3 separate regions of the Mus musculus genome follow, and regions 2 and 3 are each linked to region 1. Evidence: chromatin contacts called from public HiChIP or PLAC-seq data. All regions are on one chromosome and are shown on one strand. The core of a region is the stretch at or near the end of the contact, and the rest is flanking DNA. Distances in the headings are between cores, read along the strand shown. Region 1 has its middle 19 kb from the start of Gm40425. Region 2 overlaps Npas3 (neuronal PAS domain protein 3). Region 3 overlaps Egln3 (egl-9 family hypoxia-inducible factor 3).

What was found. HiChIP or PLAC-seq counts read pairs in DNA pulled down with a chosen protein or histone mark.
Region 2: an H3K27ac HiChIP or PLAC-seq map of extraembryonic endoderm stem cells shows a contact between it and region 1, with 8 times the contacts expected there. The contact joins two enhancer-like sites. A contact is called at or near these places in 8 of 484 Hi-C or Micro-C datasets (colorectal tumor organoids, embryonic fibroblasts, embryonic limb bud and 4 more), 12 of 115 datasets of contacts at active chromatin or transcription factors (T-cell acute lymphoblastic leukemia, embryonic basal ganglia, embryonic forebrain and 7 more) and 1 of 9 other capture datasets (embryonic stem cells).
Region 3: a contact with region 1 is called in an H3K27ac HiChIP or PLAC-seq map of T-cell acute lymphoblastic leukemia, with 3 times the contacts expected there. The contact joins two enhancer-like sites. A contact is called at or near these places in 4 of 484 Hi-C or Micro-C datasets (CD4 T cells, embryonic stem cells, epidermal suprabasal cells and 1 more) and 12 of 115 datasets of contacts at active chromatin or transcription factors (DN3 thymocytes, the SCID.adh cell line, T-cell acute lymphoblastic leukemia and 9 more).

Annotation. Positions count from the first base shown.
Region 1 is chr12:54,566,047-54,570,964 of GRCm38.p6, forward strand. No RefSeq gene overlaps it. Among named protein-coding and RNA genes, the nearest start is that of Gm40425, 19 kb to the left of the region's middle. Within about 2 kb of position 2,630, at least 59 of the 459 cell types and tissues checked have an H3K27ac peak or open chromatin away from gene starts, as enhancers often do. A contact at or near this core is called in the SCID.adh cell line, T-cell acute lymphoblastic leukemia, extraembryonic endoderm stem cells and 1 more, where this site is marked.
Region 2 is chr12:54,069,702-54,074,619 of GRCm38.p6, forward strand. Npas3 (neuronal PAS domain protein 3) reads left to right here. Exons shown (of 12, transcript NM_001370962.1): 12 at 1-2,471. Among named protein-coding and RNA genes, the nearest start is that of Gm35818, 70 kb to the right of the region's middle. Within about 2 kb of position 3,045, at least 2 of the 459 cell types and tissues checked have an H3K27ac peak or open chromatin away from gene starts, as enhancers often do. A contact at or near this core is called in extraembryonic endoderm stem cells, where this site is marked.
Region 3 is chr12:54,185,839-54,190,756 of GRCm38.p6, forward strand. All of the region lies in intron 1 of Egln3 (egl-9 family hypoxia-inducible factor 3), which reads right to left. Among named protein-coding and RNA genes, the nearest start is that of Gm40424, 11 kb to the left of the region's middle. Within about 2 kb of position 2,188, at least 76 of the 459 cell types and tissues checked have an H3K27ac peak or open chromatin away from gene starts, as enhancers often do. A contact at or near this core is called in the SCID.adh cell line, T-cell acute lymphoblastic leukemia and regulatory T cells, where this site is marked.

The DNA.
Region 1 (4,918 bases), core at 1,380-3,879:
GGTGCCTGAGAGCTCGGATAGCATCTAGAGTAATTGCTTGTCTTTCTATAACAAAATACCTAACCAAAGCAACTTAAGGGAAGAAACATTTATTCTGGCTCATGATGCAGAGGGTCATAGTTCATCAGGACAAGAAGGTGAAGCAGAGTGAGTTAGTCTATAGTGACATGTGGAATCTGCTTGCTCGAAGCCCAGCAGGCAGGAAGAGAGAGAGCAGGGCAGATCAGGAAGCAAGTGTAACCTTCAAAGCCCACTCTGGTGGCCTACTTCACCAACCCCACTCCACTTCCTGAGGACTATACAACTTCCCAGCTTGGGAACAATTGTTCAAACTCATGAGCCTGTGGGAGACATTTCCTGTCCAAACCACTACAGTACTAAATCCCATATATGCTGGGTTTTCCTTACATGTGTACCCATGAATGAAGCCTAACCTAAAAAGTAAGAATAGTAAAAGATTAAAAACAGCTAATTTAAAAAGAATAAGTTTGACAGCATCTGTAATAGAAGGTGTGTGAATATGGTCTGTCTCCCACAACGTACTGAACCGTGTTCAGCCTTTTGATAGTGTGACCCAATACTTGCTTAATGCCATGCCCTGAGATGAAGGTCAGGGCATTGTGACATAGCAGTAGACATCTGTGTAAGAGCCACTGAAGTAAGAGCTCTGGCAAGCTAATGATTAAGATGGTCAGTACATGTGATATGCTGAGCCAAGGGTGATGTGCACCCCAGGGAGGACAGAAGAGGACAGCCTATGATCTCGTCAGGCTACCCAGAGCACCGTGCAATGGGAAACTTACAGAGTGTTTTGTTTTTAATGCCTGGGATTTTTCACAGTAATTTGAGTGAGTAACTAAAGCCACAGATCTCAGATAAAGCAAGATCTCAGATAAGCGATGAGGCTGTAACAAAGATGTAAAGGAAAACAGTCTTGCATAAGTTGCCAAGTTCACACCAGTCCAAGTGGGGGTAGGAAAAGGGCGCCTTACTCCTATGGCTGACAGTCGCAAAGCTCAACCACGGCTCCAGACATCAAATAGTGAAAATCAAGGGTGAAGCTGGCTCAGAGCGGGAAGCCCAAGTTTATAGGAAACATTCCTAGACACTTCTGATCTATCTCAGGATGCAAACTTTTATGCTGTTGTTGCTGCTGCTGCTGCTGCCGCTGCCGCTGCCGCCGACGCCGACGCCGCCGCCGCCGCCGCCGCTGCTGTTATCGTTTCCTGTGGTTGGCAAAGCATTTAGACTTTACTGGAAGCAGAGAAGACTTTGCTTTATGTAGGACAGACACCCTTGATCAGCCCAAAGCATAGCCTTTCAGACTGCTTTTTCCCCTCCCACCCTGTGACTCCTGTGGTTCTGTCTGCAGATTCTCATAGAACGTGAAATCAGGGAAAATGTAGTCAGCTCCAGGGCACAGAACCCAATGCTGGTGAGAATCTAGAACAAAATGTTTAGTGAGTGACTAGAGAGTGTTTAAAAACTAAGACAGTTAGCATTCATTATATTTATGCCACAGGAAGCACACAGAGTATGCACACAGAGTCACCACATTTCACCCTTACAAGGCTCCACCACATGCCCTGGTCTTGTCAGTGTCAGAAGAGTCTTGAACCTAGACTCCACACTCTGAGCCAGCCCGCTACGCTCCTTTCTACAGAATCTGAGAGCAGGAAGGACAAGCTATGCTAATCTTAATAAGTCTTTACATGGAAAATCCAAACTGGCAGATCTGAGGAACAGGACATCTGGCTTCAGCAAAAAAATAATAAAATAAAATATAAATAAATAAATAAATAAATAAATAATTAAAATTATGGGATGGTAGGATTCAATGGCTAACTAGAAGGGAAACCTTGAAAGAGTGTGTGGGGCACAACTATGAGAGCTGAAATTCCAATGCAGAGCTTGGAGCACACTGACTTCTCCATGACACTTCTGTGAGCCTTGTGATTTCTCCACATGGGAATCCAAGCAACAGAATGTTCCTTCACACCCGTGCCGTTTGTTACACCCAGTCCTGTCTCCTTAGTCAGCTGGGGACTGTTGAAGCCTGCTTCCCCAACATAGCTGTAGCCATTTTGTTCCAGGCCTGCCAGTCAGTCCATACTGCTGTTGTAATCTGCCTGCCAGGTATTTCATATTGTTGCTGTAATACTGACATAGAAAAATAGCTTGATTCAGAGCAGGGTCAAGCTGACCGCATACCCTATGTTCCACAACCATAACCTCACTCAGGACCAATCAAAAGAGAGGTCAGTTTGAACTGTTATGTCCTAACTATTAAAAAACAAACAAACAAACTCTTGGAAAAAGGCCAACCACCCAGCAGCCATCCCTGTACGGGTTGAGAGTTCATTATGGTTTTTCCATATAAGCTGGCCCTGGGAAATATTCATGGTCCAATCTTAGCTCCCAAGGCTAAGCTATGACCCTGATCGATCAGTCTTGGGGAGTGCATTCAATAAACCAGCCTTGTTTAACTGAAACTGGAGTCTGAGTAGTTTATGTGGCAATTCCTGAACCCCAACAGAGACCACGTGAAAACTTTTGTCCAGAGAGCAGCAGAAAGTCACTGGATGCGCCAGAGCTAGAAGCTGTTCCCTGGAACCAGCTCAAACCTGTCTTTGTTAGGAACTGGGTACAATCGGGGCCATGTGAGTTTCTTAGCCTCACCTGCCCCAAACAGTGGCTTAGCAACAAACCACAGATCAAGGCAGGGAGGGAGGGGGAAGTGGAGATAAGATAGTTTATCACACAGATAAGAGAGGGAAACTCCAGCTTGCCTCAACCAGTCTTTCAGGAGCTGAAAAGCCACAAACCCTTTGAAGCTTTGCTTCCAGACAAAAGGATTTGTCAGGAATGTTCCCTAAGTACAAGAGTGTTGGCCTAAGATTGCCTCGGTACTTTGAGTTTAAGATTTTTGTTTGGTTCTGTTGTTGTTGTTGTTGTTGTTGCTGCTGCTGCTGCTGCTGTTTGGGTTTGTTTTGGTTTGGTTTGGTTTTGGTTTTGGTTTTGGTTTGCAAGTTTAAAATCAGCTCAGAAAACTGAAAACTAGATCTTAAAAGTAACAAACCACCATGCCTCAATCCAACCTCGAGCAGCCAAGTTCAGCCCATCACAGGCTGCCAATGAGTCCAAAGCTGAGCTGCCATATGGGTTCTTCCTAACTCCACTCCTGTGTGTATGGGAGGAGGGGTACGGTAAAGACACTGCCTGAATAAAAAACAAGAAATGAAAAAGGGCATGACTGTTCCTAGGCATATTAGATGGGAAGGTTTATTATAGATAGGAGACACAACAAAACTAGAGGCAGACATATCTGTGAACATCCAGAATGAACAGGACCCTGAGCCAAGTCATGTGAGGAGAAGGGGGAGGAGAGAAGAGAGCCAAATCAAGAGACCTGGAGGGTAAAGGTCAAGTAACCAAAATGGCTGAATTATATAGGGAAGAGCAGCCCAGCCCCTGGGCTACAGAAGTTTAGGGTAGGGGACAGGCTATGACATCCATACCCTATAACAGGTAGGGACTGAAGAACGCTGGGAGAACCTGATTGTCCTTTGATGTGTTCAATAGATACCTCAGTTGGCCATTTGTCCTAGGTTTCAAGCCTGTAGTGGTTTGAATGAAAATGGATCCCATAGGCTCCTAGAGAAGAGCACTAACTAGAGGGTGTGCCTTGTTGGAGTAGGTATGGCCTAAAGGAAGTGTGTCACTGGGGTGGGCTTTGAGATTTCAGATGCTCAAACCAGGCCGTGTCACTCTCTCTTCCTGTTATCTGTGGATCCTGATGTAGAACTCTCGGCTCCTTCTCCAGCACCATGTCTGCCTGCATGCTGCCATGCTTCTCACCATGGTGAAAATGGACTGTACTGGCTAGTTTTGTGTCAACTTGACACAGGCTGGAGTTATCACAGAGAAAGGAGCTTCAGTTGGGGAAATACGTCCATGAGATCCAGCTGTAAGGCATTTTCTCAATTAGTGATCAAGGGAGGAGATCCCCTTGTGGGTGGTGCCATCTCTGGGCTGGTAGTCTTGGTTCTATAAGAGAGCAGGCTGAGCAAGCCAGGGGAAGCAAGCCAGTAAGTAACATCCCTCATGGCCTCTGCATCAGCTCCTGCTTCCTGACCTGCTTGAGTTCCAGTCCTGACTTCCTTGGTGATTAACAGCAATGTGGAAAGTGTAAGCTGAATAAACCCTTTCCTCCCCAGCTTGCTTCTTGGTCATGATGTTTGTGCAGGAATAGAAACCCTGACTAAGACAAATTGGTACCAGCATAGTGGGGTATTCCTTTGACAACCTGACCATGTTTTGGGGAGGACTGTGGAAGGACTTTGGAACTTCAGGCTAGAAGATCCATTCAGTGTTAAGAGCTCTGTGGGATGTTGTGTGGGAGCTTGGAAGATAATGTTGAGAACAGTGCAGAAGATGGAGTCTTGGCTTGTGAAATTTCAGAGGGAAGATTAAAGACTCTTATCGGGGCCATTGCTAATTTGATTGTGAAGATTTTGTTTCTGGTTAGCTGTGGCTGAAGAATAAGTTGTGATTAACAAGACACCAGAACTACTAAAGTGAAACCTTTGCATTGCTGAGACTATTGATGCTGGTTAGCTGGAACTAAGAAATTAGCAGTGATTAAGAAGAGACCAGCATGGTTGAGGTGACATCTTCTAGGAAGTGTTTTCTGAAAGCACAAAGAGGCTGTGTTCCAGAGATAGCCAAAGTTGTATCTCATGCAGCAGCAGGACTTGGTAATGTATAAGAGTCACCCAGGTGGTACTGGTTTTGAAGGCATGAAGGGGTCGTGCAGAGCAGCTGAGGCTCAGCACTGTGAGCGGCCATGGAAGGCCATTGGTGAAGGTGCAGCCTCAGTTACAATTGATGGCCCAGGACTGAAGGGGTCATGTAGTGT
Region 2 (4,918 bases), core at 1,795-4,294, 500 kb before region 1:
TTTTGTTTTTTTTTTAAAAAGTCGGACTAAGTGTTAATTACTGAAACATTAACTTAATTTCTAAAACCATGGTGCTATCATTTATTAATCTATAATGTCTTCATACAAAATGCAGCTCCTGGGCTGGATTTTGGAAGAGAAAATGTGTTCTGTCCTGGTCTGGAGTCCCGTTGCTACAGTCAGTCTCCTTGGTTAGTTAAGACAAAGCCCTCATTAACATTTGCTGCAGGACTTAAAAATTTTTTACCTCCCAACTAACAAACATAGCCTCACTTTCAATTGAATGGGTCAGTAAAGCCCTATTAAAAGGGGACTTTTGGACAACTCGGACTGATTTGAGGAACAGTTTAAGTACATACTGCCATTTTTGAGATTCTTTTGTCCTTAGTCAGTCTAACTGAGGCTGGTTTTTTGCAACTTCAGTAACACTTCAGAGTAAAAGAAGAAGGAGAAATATTTAACATGTTCTTTATTTGGGGTTTTTGTTTGTTTTTATTTCTTGCTAAAAAAAAATAGGTTTGTATGGGGGGTGCTGATTTGATAGAATTTATTTCCCTTCAATTCTTATTTGAGTTGAAACCAACAAGTTTTTAAAACTAAAGAATGGGTTAATAAGCTTCAGACAGATAACTACAACCGAAAACCGCACATTCAATGAAAAAAAAAGAGAAAAAAAAAAGAAAAAGAAAAAGAAAAAAGAGCCTATTTTGTCTTCGTTGCCAGAAATCAGTGTGGTGTCAAACACTCCAAATGACTGTCCAGTGTAGACTCTTCCCCCACTTCGTTTTTGGCAGCTGTTTGTTAAGGCATCTAATCCCAGATGTGAAAACTGTAATGTGTGCAACGTGTAGTGTCCTTGGCTGTGGGTCCCATTGCAGTTTCTGTGTGTTTCTATATGCAGTGTATGCTAAGCTACTGTAGTCGTTTTTTGTCCCCGTCTTCTCCGTGCTCTGTCTCTAGTGGAGTGGCACAGTTCCATTCCTGCGGTCCTAGTGAATCGGTGACTCTTGGGGGTTAGTGGGTTTGTGTGGTGGCCTTTCCCTGTGACGTCACCCATATGCTTCTATTGTCTGTGGATCCTGTCTTACTTTTCGAAATCCCTGCCGTTGCTTTGCTGTTGTATACTCTCCCTGCCTCCCCTGTCTTTCCCTGTCTGCCCTTTCTCTCCTCTGCTTCCCCCTTCCCTGATACCCCAAATCTGTATCATTCTCAGAGATAAAAAGAAAAAAGAAAAAAAAAGAAAAAGAAAAAAGACTCTTAACTAGCTCAAGGTTAATGGAGCCATCTTTCCCACAACGGAATTCTGGATGTGACTTTCTCTGTGGAGTACTACACAGAGCCCTGAAGAATAATGCTCAGATATATTGAATAAATTGACGCCATGCAACCTCAGCTGTTAACATTCCCAGAGTCCCTTGTGTTCTACCTATAAGCAGTGGGTGCTTTTCTTTGCTTTCCTTTCAGGTTGGCTGATGGAGCAGTATATAAAGCAATTACCAGTTAGACAGAAAATGATTTCAAAGGCCAACCAACATTTTTTTAAAAACAAAATGGGAGGGGTTAATGGAATATAGAATTGTCATATATATTTGTTTATTCGTGCAATGCTAATATAGTAACTTGGCTGTCCTTTGAATTGTCACTGTGCTGAGTGGATTTCCTCTAGAACTCTGGATTCCATGAGTTGGGCCCAGGCCGTGGTAGAATAATAACAGAAAGAAGATAAATGCCACAGATCTTAGCACTGGGCTTCCTTGAAGGACTTAAGTCAGTTTAGAAGATGAAGGAAGCCGATGGAGAAATGTAAAGATTAGCTTTGGAAGCCGTCCTCTAGCTATCGAACAATCAAGGGAATGCACCTCTCAGCTACAAAGAACAGCCAGACAGCTGGGTTTTTTTTTTCTTTTTCTTTTATAAATGTTTCTGTGTTGTGTCAAAATGATTTCTGGTGATTTAAACTAACAGATAATCACAGCTGCTGTCTAAATCCATAGTGTTTAAAAATTACAAAATGAAAAAAAAAAACCACTTCATTACCTGTGAAGACTGTGTCTGTGTTTTTAACTATTTCTTGTACAAATATATGAAAACTTTTATGAGGAGACTGGTGCCACGTAGCTGAATAATGGGGAAAGGGATCTTTCTGTTCGTAAAAACCTTAGCAGTGTTACCAACTCTACAATATATATATACAAATAATTAAAGCGTTACAAAGCGACAGCTATGCTACATTTGTTTTGTGTGAAGCTAACCGGACTTAACTTCCTGAGTGCCTGGCTTATTTTGAAACATTTTTTTCATTGACCATTGATAATGCTGCAAATCAGAAATGTACATACTTCATTTACAACAGGGTTCTTTTTATACTTTTGTAGATTCTCATACATGTCACATACATGGTTGTCTTTATGTAACTTAATTTTTTCATCCGCAGGTGCCATTTTCATAATAAACTTCTCTTGGATTTGTTACTATCTGGCATCATTTGTTTTACATGTAACCATCCTAACGAGCGAATGCTGGTAGTATTTGTTTCAGCAGGTACCTTGGTCATTATTCTTTACTTTTGAAAATGAAAACGCTTGAAAAAATATTCATATATATATATGTGTGTAGCTTGTTTCCTCATGAGTGTGACAAGGCACAGATTATGATGCTAATCCAAATACTACACGGGACTTACACCCATCCTGAGTTTCCAGCTACCCCAATCCATTGTCATGGTGAGCATCTATTGTGCACGTTATCAAAGCTGAACAATGGGCCTGGGACATTAACCTCTGTGGGAAAGTGCATTTTTTTTCTTGATTAATGCACAGTAAGCGGTGACAGTTTTCGTACATTAATCATTTAAAATGCACTCTTGTGTTTCCATCCCTTATGATCTATAATGTATAACCAACTCTTCATTGCTTATGTTTTCTCTTTACCCTCAATACCTACTTTTATGGCTATCCTGGGGAAGCTGTGGTTGGGCTGTGTCACCGTGAAGTCAACGCATGTGTGGCCTGTTGTGTCTTAAGGCAGGTTATCTGAAGTATTTTCTAAAGTACCAGCTGTTATCTCAAAGGTAAGGATGAGGTGGATCGCTAGTTAACTCTGTACACTACAAACAGAGACAGATTTAACAGACAAAGGAGACAAATGTTTGCACAAAAACTGCAGACAATGGTAACTATCACTTTCCTGGGTTTAAGTCTTCGGTGACATTTGTCACGTTATGGTAGCTATTGTTAGTGGAGGCATGGTCATAGCAGGGTAGGTAGGGTTGTGTGGCCCTACATGTCTCTACAATTCCCTATGTGGGTCCTTATTCAGAAGCACTAAAAAATAAAGAAACGCACAACTGAGCTTGCCCAGCTCCTTTCTTCCCCCCTTTCCCCTGAGAGTCAGATGGATACTTTATGGTAAGACTGAGAAGACAAGTGTCGAGCTAGAAACTCAGTCCTAAATGAGTAATTGGTGGATGAGGAAGGGGCCACCCAAGGCACTCTGATGGATGCTGGTGGTGTTGGCTCTTAGGGATGGTTTTCCGAGTCTCATTAAGACACAGAGACTATTGTATAAACTGACAGTGGATGATGCTGATGGTCAGCCATGACACTCTACCTCTGGACTTTTAGCACAAAGATCCAGACGCGGTAGCAATGAGGGACAATGTAGGCAAGACAGGCATAATAAATTAATTCAGAGTCTCACCATCGGCAGCACTTCTGCACTAAAAGTGGAAGAAATTCTAGACTCCTATCCTCAGCATCAACAAGTTCCCTGTTTTTCATAAATACCCATCAGTGCTTTAAAATGATCACTAAAGACATAACTTTGCAGTTATAGAAAGTGAGTGAGCTCTACGATCAGACCCCTTGCCCATCCTGAAACTGCCACTTCCCCAGCCAGGGTCCCAGCTTTGCATAAGCACAGAGCCTCCCTTTTTGCCAGGCTGGCAGTATGTAAGTTTGTCAGAGCTCTAATTTACGGTGATAGGCAGATTGGGGGTGGGGGTGGGGGATAGGCAGAAGCCAGTTCTCTGTACTGCCTCGGGTCTTCCAGCTGATAATGATGAAATTCATTCAGCAATAAAGAACAAGAAAATGTTACGTGCAAGCAACAAAAAAGCCAAGAGGGAAGACACACACTGACTGAGCTGAGCCTGAAGAAGCTGTGTTTGGTCCTCCTGGACCATAATTCTTACCCGCCTTCCTCTATGCCTAAATAGTCTATTTACATTGAGAATGCTTAATCAACTAATGAGGAGCTAGCACTCTAGCCTGGGCACTGCACTGAGAGCAGGTAGCGATGCATAGGTGTGAGCACAGAAGGTCATCTGGCCAAGCCAAAGCGCTTCTCTGGATTCCAAATCAGAGAGCAAAGGTCTTGGAAAACAGGAGAAGGGAAGGATGAATGCCTTTGCTGACACGTCATGCCATGCAGTCAAAAACAAGACAGATCTTGTCAAGGAGCCCAATTCTCAAAGACTACAACCACCACCAGGAACAGCAACTCTACAACACTAAGGTGAGTGGGCAGCCACAGCTGCCTTCTGCTCTCTTGTGTCTCCTAGGAAACCATTCTAAAGAAAGCAAGCTAACCTGGAAAACTCTCCATAGACATGAACCATTGTTTCTTCAACCTCAGGGCCTTCTAGAGTGCCCAGAACTATGATTTACATGCCCTGTGAACAAATGGAATGGAGGAAAGACAGAAAGAGACAAGAAAACATAAGCATGACCCACCAAGGGGCAGAGATTCTACCAAAAAACATCCATGTTTGACAGGGCAGCTTGAGGATTTATCAAGAGAGGAATTTTAAAATGAATAAACCAACAAGTTCACCCATTCCTATGGTCCTGGCTGGCACAGAATGGCTCAGTGAGAAATGTAAACTAGTTAACTGTTGTCCTCTCTGTACCCAACAACT
Region 3 (4,918 bases), core at 938-3,437, 380 kb before region 1:
TGATCCGGTAATAGTCCCACCTTCTAGAACATTGAGAACTTTCTAAAGAAACCCATCTACATCCTCAACAAGATGCTTGCCTTTCTTTAATATCCCTTTTTGGAAAAGCAGGATCCAGGTTCGCATCTGAGCCCTACGAGGTCAGAATCCAGAGATACAAGAGGCAGGCACAGTGGGCACATACATGTAAATGCCTGTACTTGGAAGCTGGAGCAGCATGCACGAGGCCAACCTGGCCTACAAAGGGAGAGACCCTCTCTAAGAGGAAGGAAGGAAGAGAGCGTGCAGAAAGAGAAAGAGTCTTTGGTGTGGGGCTCAGAGACCGTGCTTGGTTAGCAGTGGCCCTGAGCTGTGGAATCACGCTTGTTTTCTTACAAAACCATGTCTGATCCTAAAGGTGGTAAAGGTCAGACTTAATAAAAGGCAAGAAGAGAGAAGGGTCGGTGGGAAGCTAGACCTTAACACTCAATAAGAGTCAGCACACACAATACAGGGAGATCTCTTTGAAGGAGAAAAAAAAGTACATATATGATACCAATGAACTTGTAGATGGTTCTTTGTTGAAACCAAATTAATAGCTTTCTTCTGCCGTGAAAGCATACTTTCAGACATACTTAGGGGGTCTGAGTTGTAATATTCCTTGATAAATAGCAAGGTTACTTCACGAGTAAAAAGACTAGTCCAGACCAGTCCCAAACTAAGCCACTGACAGATCAGTGATTCCCAACAGAGCCTGAAAACAGAGCTGGGCCTCACACACACTTCGTGCTAGAGGATGAGTAGTGGCCTGGCTTTGCAATGAACCTGAAGTTTAAATCAGAGGATATCTACACCTTTTATTTGTCGCAGCTAGCAATCCCTCAGCCCACCTCAGAAAGAGCCACTATGCTGTCACGTGTAGAGCTGAAGTTGCTCTGTTAGCCTGAACGTCTGTCTCCCCGAAAGTTGGATTTTGAAGTGACTGTAATAAGGATTTGACAAATTATGGCATTATCAAATAGATGGTGTCTTGAAAAAGGGTGATTGCTGGTGTGGCTGGAGAGGAAGAGACAAATGAAGTTGCCTACAACATAGGGAATTACCTATTCCTGGAAGCAGTGGCCAGAAGTGTAAGGGCCAACAATGAAAGTCACTTAGCACCATTACTCCATGATTTCCCCCACCATCCCAGTCTCCCCTGCTGTCAGTCAGTGCTTTAGCTTTATATTCCCAAACAGCTCTGCTCCCAGAAAAGGTCAGTGGTCTGGATGCCTGCCATCTACCTCGTCTGCAACTGTCTGTGGTCCCAGGCTATTTCACATGATGAGGAGGACGGGCTGTGCAGTTTATATCGATTGCCGATTTGACAGGATGTAGGATCACCTTGGAGACAGATCTCTGGGCTTGTCCGAGATAGATTTTGTAGATTGGGTTAATTGAGGTGGAAAGACCTGTCCTAACTAAAAAGGGAGAAAACGAGCTAGCTGGCCACCAGCATCCTTTTCCCTCTGCTTCCTGACTGTGGAATCACCCTGACCAGCTGCTTTGAGCTTGCACCACGACTTCCTGCCACAATGCACTGTGCCTTGGGACTTGAGCCAAAATAAATCCTTCCTTCCTTCAGTTGCTTTTGTCCGGTGTTTCGGGTGTTTTGTTACAGCAACGAGACAAGTAATTGACACAGTCCTCCAACGTCCAAAGAGAGAGAAGACTCGATCGGAGCTCAGTGTACCGTGTGTGGAGAGAGCAGTGTCTTGCAGCACATTAAGAAGCACAAATGGGCTTTAGAACTCAGCTTGAATTAAAATACAGGCAGGAAATACAGACTGTTCCCACAAACACACCCTCCACTAACTGCTGCAGGTATAAAAGAGAGAATGTGCCGGCACAGTTCCTTGTGGACTTACCACTAAGACACCTCTCTAATTGTGAGCATACACGTTGTGAAGGGAAGGGGAAAAAAAATCTTTTTTTCTGGCCAGAGTGCAAGTCACCCTCTCTCTGACTCCAGAAGCCATGTGCACCACGTTTAAACAATGGGAGGAAACCACGGGCCGCTCAAAGGTCCCGCCGCAACCTTACTGACCAATTGTACCACTGAGGTTTCTGGCTGAGTGCCATAGGAGATGGGTTTTGGCTCAGACACATTCCCAACTGCCAGGATCTCAAACTGTGAAGCTAAGGATGCACTGATGGGCAAACCTCAGTGTTGAGTCATCAGACCCATGCCAATTTGTGCACGGGGCAGTAACAGACTCCGGAAACTGATGGGCTTATCAGATCTGTTATCTAAACCTCATCAAGTCTGTAAAAGGAGCCAGAGTGCAGGTCCGAGGGAAATGTTGCAACACTTCATTGTTTTATGGGAACGAGGAAGGTATCTTACTATAGGGGTTTTTTATTGGTAAAAACTTCCTGACTTGACCAATACTTGAAATCTACAGCAGTTTAATAGCACATCAGTGTCCCTGTGGTAGCATGGTCACTGTACCCCTGGTTCTAGGCCTGGGCTTGCAGATGAATCAGCGTGTCTTCTGATTCTGCACATTCTCTGACGTGTCACCGGCCCCGGCACTGGCCCCGGCACTGGCCCCGGCACAAACCCCCCATCCCCAGAGGCCTCTCCACAGCTCTGTAGCAACAGGAAATGAGAGGAATGAACCAGGTGTTCCCGAGCTGGCTCAACACCAGAGATATGTGCTTCAAGACACCTCCATGGTCACGTTCAGGCAAGAAGAAGTGCACACATATAGAAGAACTAAAGCAGAATCCAAGTATAAAATCTACTTTACAAAAGGCCACCAGGAGAAAAGAAAACCATGCATCTGTGAGGGGCTGTGGGAGAATTACTGTGTTCAGAGATCAAGCCCAGGGTGGACACTCCAAGGCCTCAACTGGATGTTCCAAAGCAACCAGCCACAGCTAGAGTAAGGAGACAGTTTTAAAACCAGTATGCACAGCTTCAACTGTTCACTCAGCAACAATGATCATTCACACTTAGTACTTCTCTACAGATCAAACTGCAGATGGGGGTGGAGGAGGGGGTGGAGGCAAGCAGTAGAGTCACACCTAACATGTGCCACAGCATAGGTCTGGCTCCTAGCCGCTCAAAAAGAAAGAAGCCATACCATGCATTTTCATTAAAATGAGTATATATATATCACATTACACATTGCTCAGGACTTTGGAATCATATTTCTTGGTATAACTTGATCTTTACAAATGCAAAGTTGCATGTTATGCAAATTTTTACTGAGCAAAAAACTTTTTAAAACTGATCATTTTATTTATAACAATTAACAATTGATATACAGATATTGTTTAAGCCTGAAACAGTATCTCACAGCTGTTACTCAGTTCCTGAGGTGGCTGAAGCAGGAGCATCACACATTTTAGAGTAGCCTGTCTAACAAAAGGAGATGCAGTCAAAAGGAGATACAACGAAAAGCCAAACCATGAGCAGTAGAACTGTAAAGATATCTGGCTGAACAGCCTTTAAATTTTGGTCTACTGACAAATTGGACCTCTTACTTACTAAACAAATATTAGCAACAGCTTTTCAAGAGTGTTTTTTAATTCTCCTTTTGGGGGGGGGATTTAATATTATTGCTTAATTATGTCTCCATGGGTAGGAAAGGACTGGTGCTGGTGGAGGCCAGGAGGTATCAGATCCCCCTGAAACGGGAGGTACAAGCCACTGTGAGCAGCTTGACCTGGGTGCTAGGAATCAAACGCAGGTCCTCTGCTAGAGCACTACACACTCTGAGCACTACACACTGAGTATCATCTCTATGGCCCTGCCTGAGATGGGGAGGAGGAGGAAGGAGGGGAAAGGAGGAGGGAGAGGAGGAGGAGAGAGGAAGAAACACCTTCTGTGCATAGCATAAATCTAGTGAGTACAGCAGTCTATGTACAGGGTTACCAGGATCTATGTACAGGGTTACCAGGATATCCAAATGCTCTCTGCAACGGTTAGACCACAAAGACCAGAGGGAACTGACAAAGTAGCCGAGTTGCAGTCTTTGCAAGGTTTGTTCTTGAATGTGGTGGGTTTTTTTTGTTTTTGTTTTTGTTTTTTTTTTCTTTTTGTTTTTGTTTTTCGAGACAGGGTTTCTCTGTGTAGCCCTGGCTGTCCTGGAACTCACTCTGTAGACCAGGTTGGCCTCGAACTCAGAAATCCACCTGCCTCTGCCTCCGGAGTGCTGGGATTAAAGGCCTGCGCCACCACGCCCAGCTCTTGAATGTGTTTTTAAACTTAAAGACAACCGAAGCTGGCATGTCAAGTTACAGTCTGTATTTGGCTTTGACAAAGAGCAAAAGGACTCCAAATATCCTTTACAAACTAAATGCAGAGAGCCTTGGGGTGCTGACTGGAACTGCAGCTTCAGCCCTCAGCCTTCAGCCTCAGTCCTTTAAGGACCCCAAGATTAGGTTCCTACAACATTAATGGCTGAAGAGCAGTGGTTGACTCTGGGAAATATGCCTGCCACCAAGCCAGGCTACCCAAACTCTATCCTTGGGAGCCACAAGGAGAATGAAGAGATCAAATGCCATTTGTTGTCCTCTGACCTCAGCCCTGCACACGATGGCATGAATGTGCTCATATACATTTGCATGTGCTCACGAGCATGCATGTGTGTGCGCGCACGCGTGCGCACACACACACACAAACTAATGTGAAGGCCTCTTAATAAGATGGCAACAGTCATGCAAAGCCTTTTCTAAACTTAGGAAAATGTCACCAGCACAAAGTTCACAGTAGCCATCAGCTGAGCCAGCATACGAAATTGAACAAAAAAAGGAAGGTCTGGATGTGAGGGCGAAACCCTACTCAAAATGTTTTAGAAATTTTTTTAGCGGCTTCTTAAAACTTTTCTTCTTATTATTATTATGGTGTGTGTGGTGTGTATGTGTGTGTGTGTGTGTAAGCATGTGTACA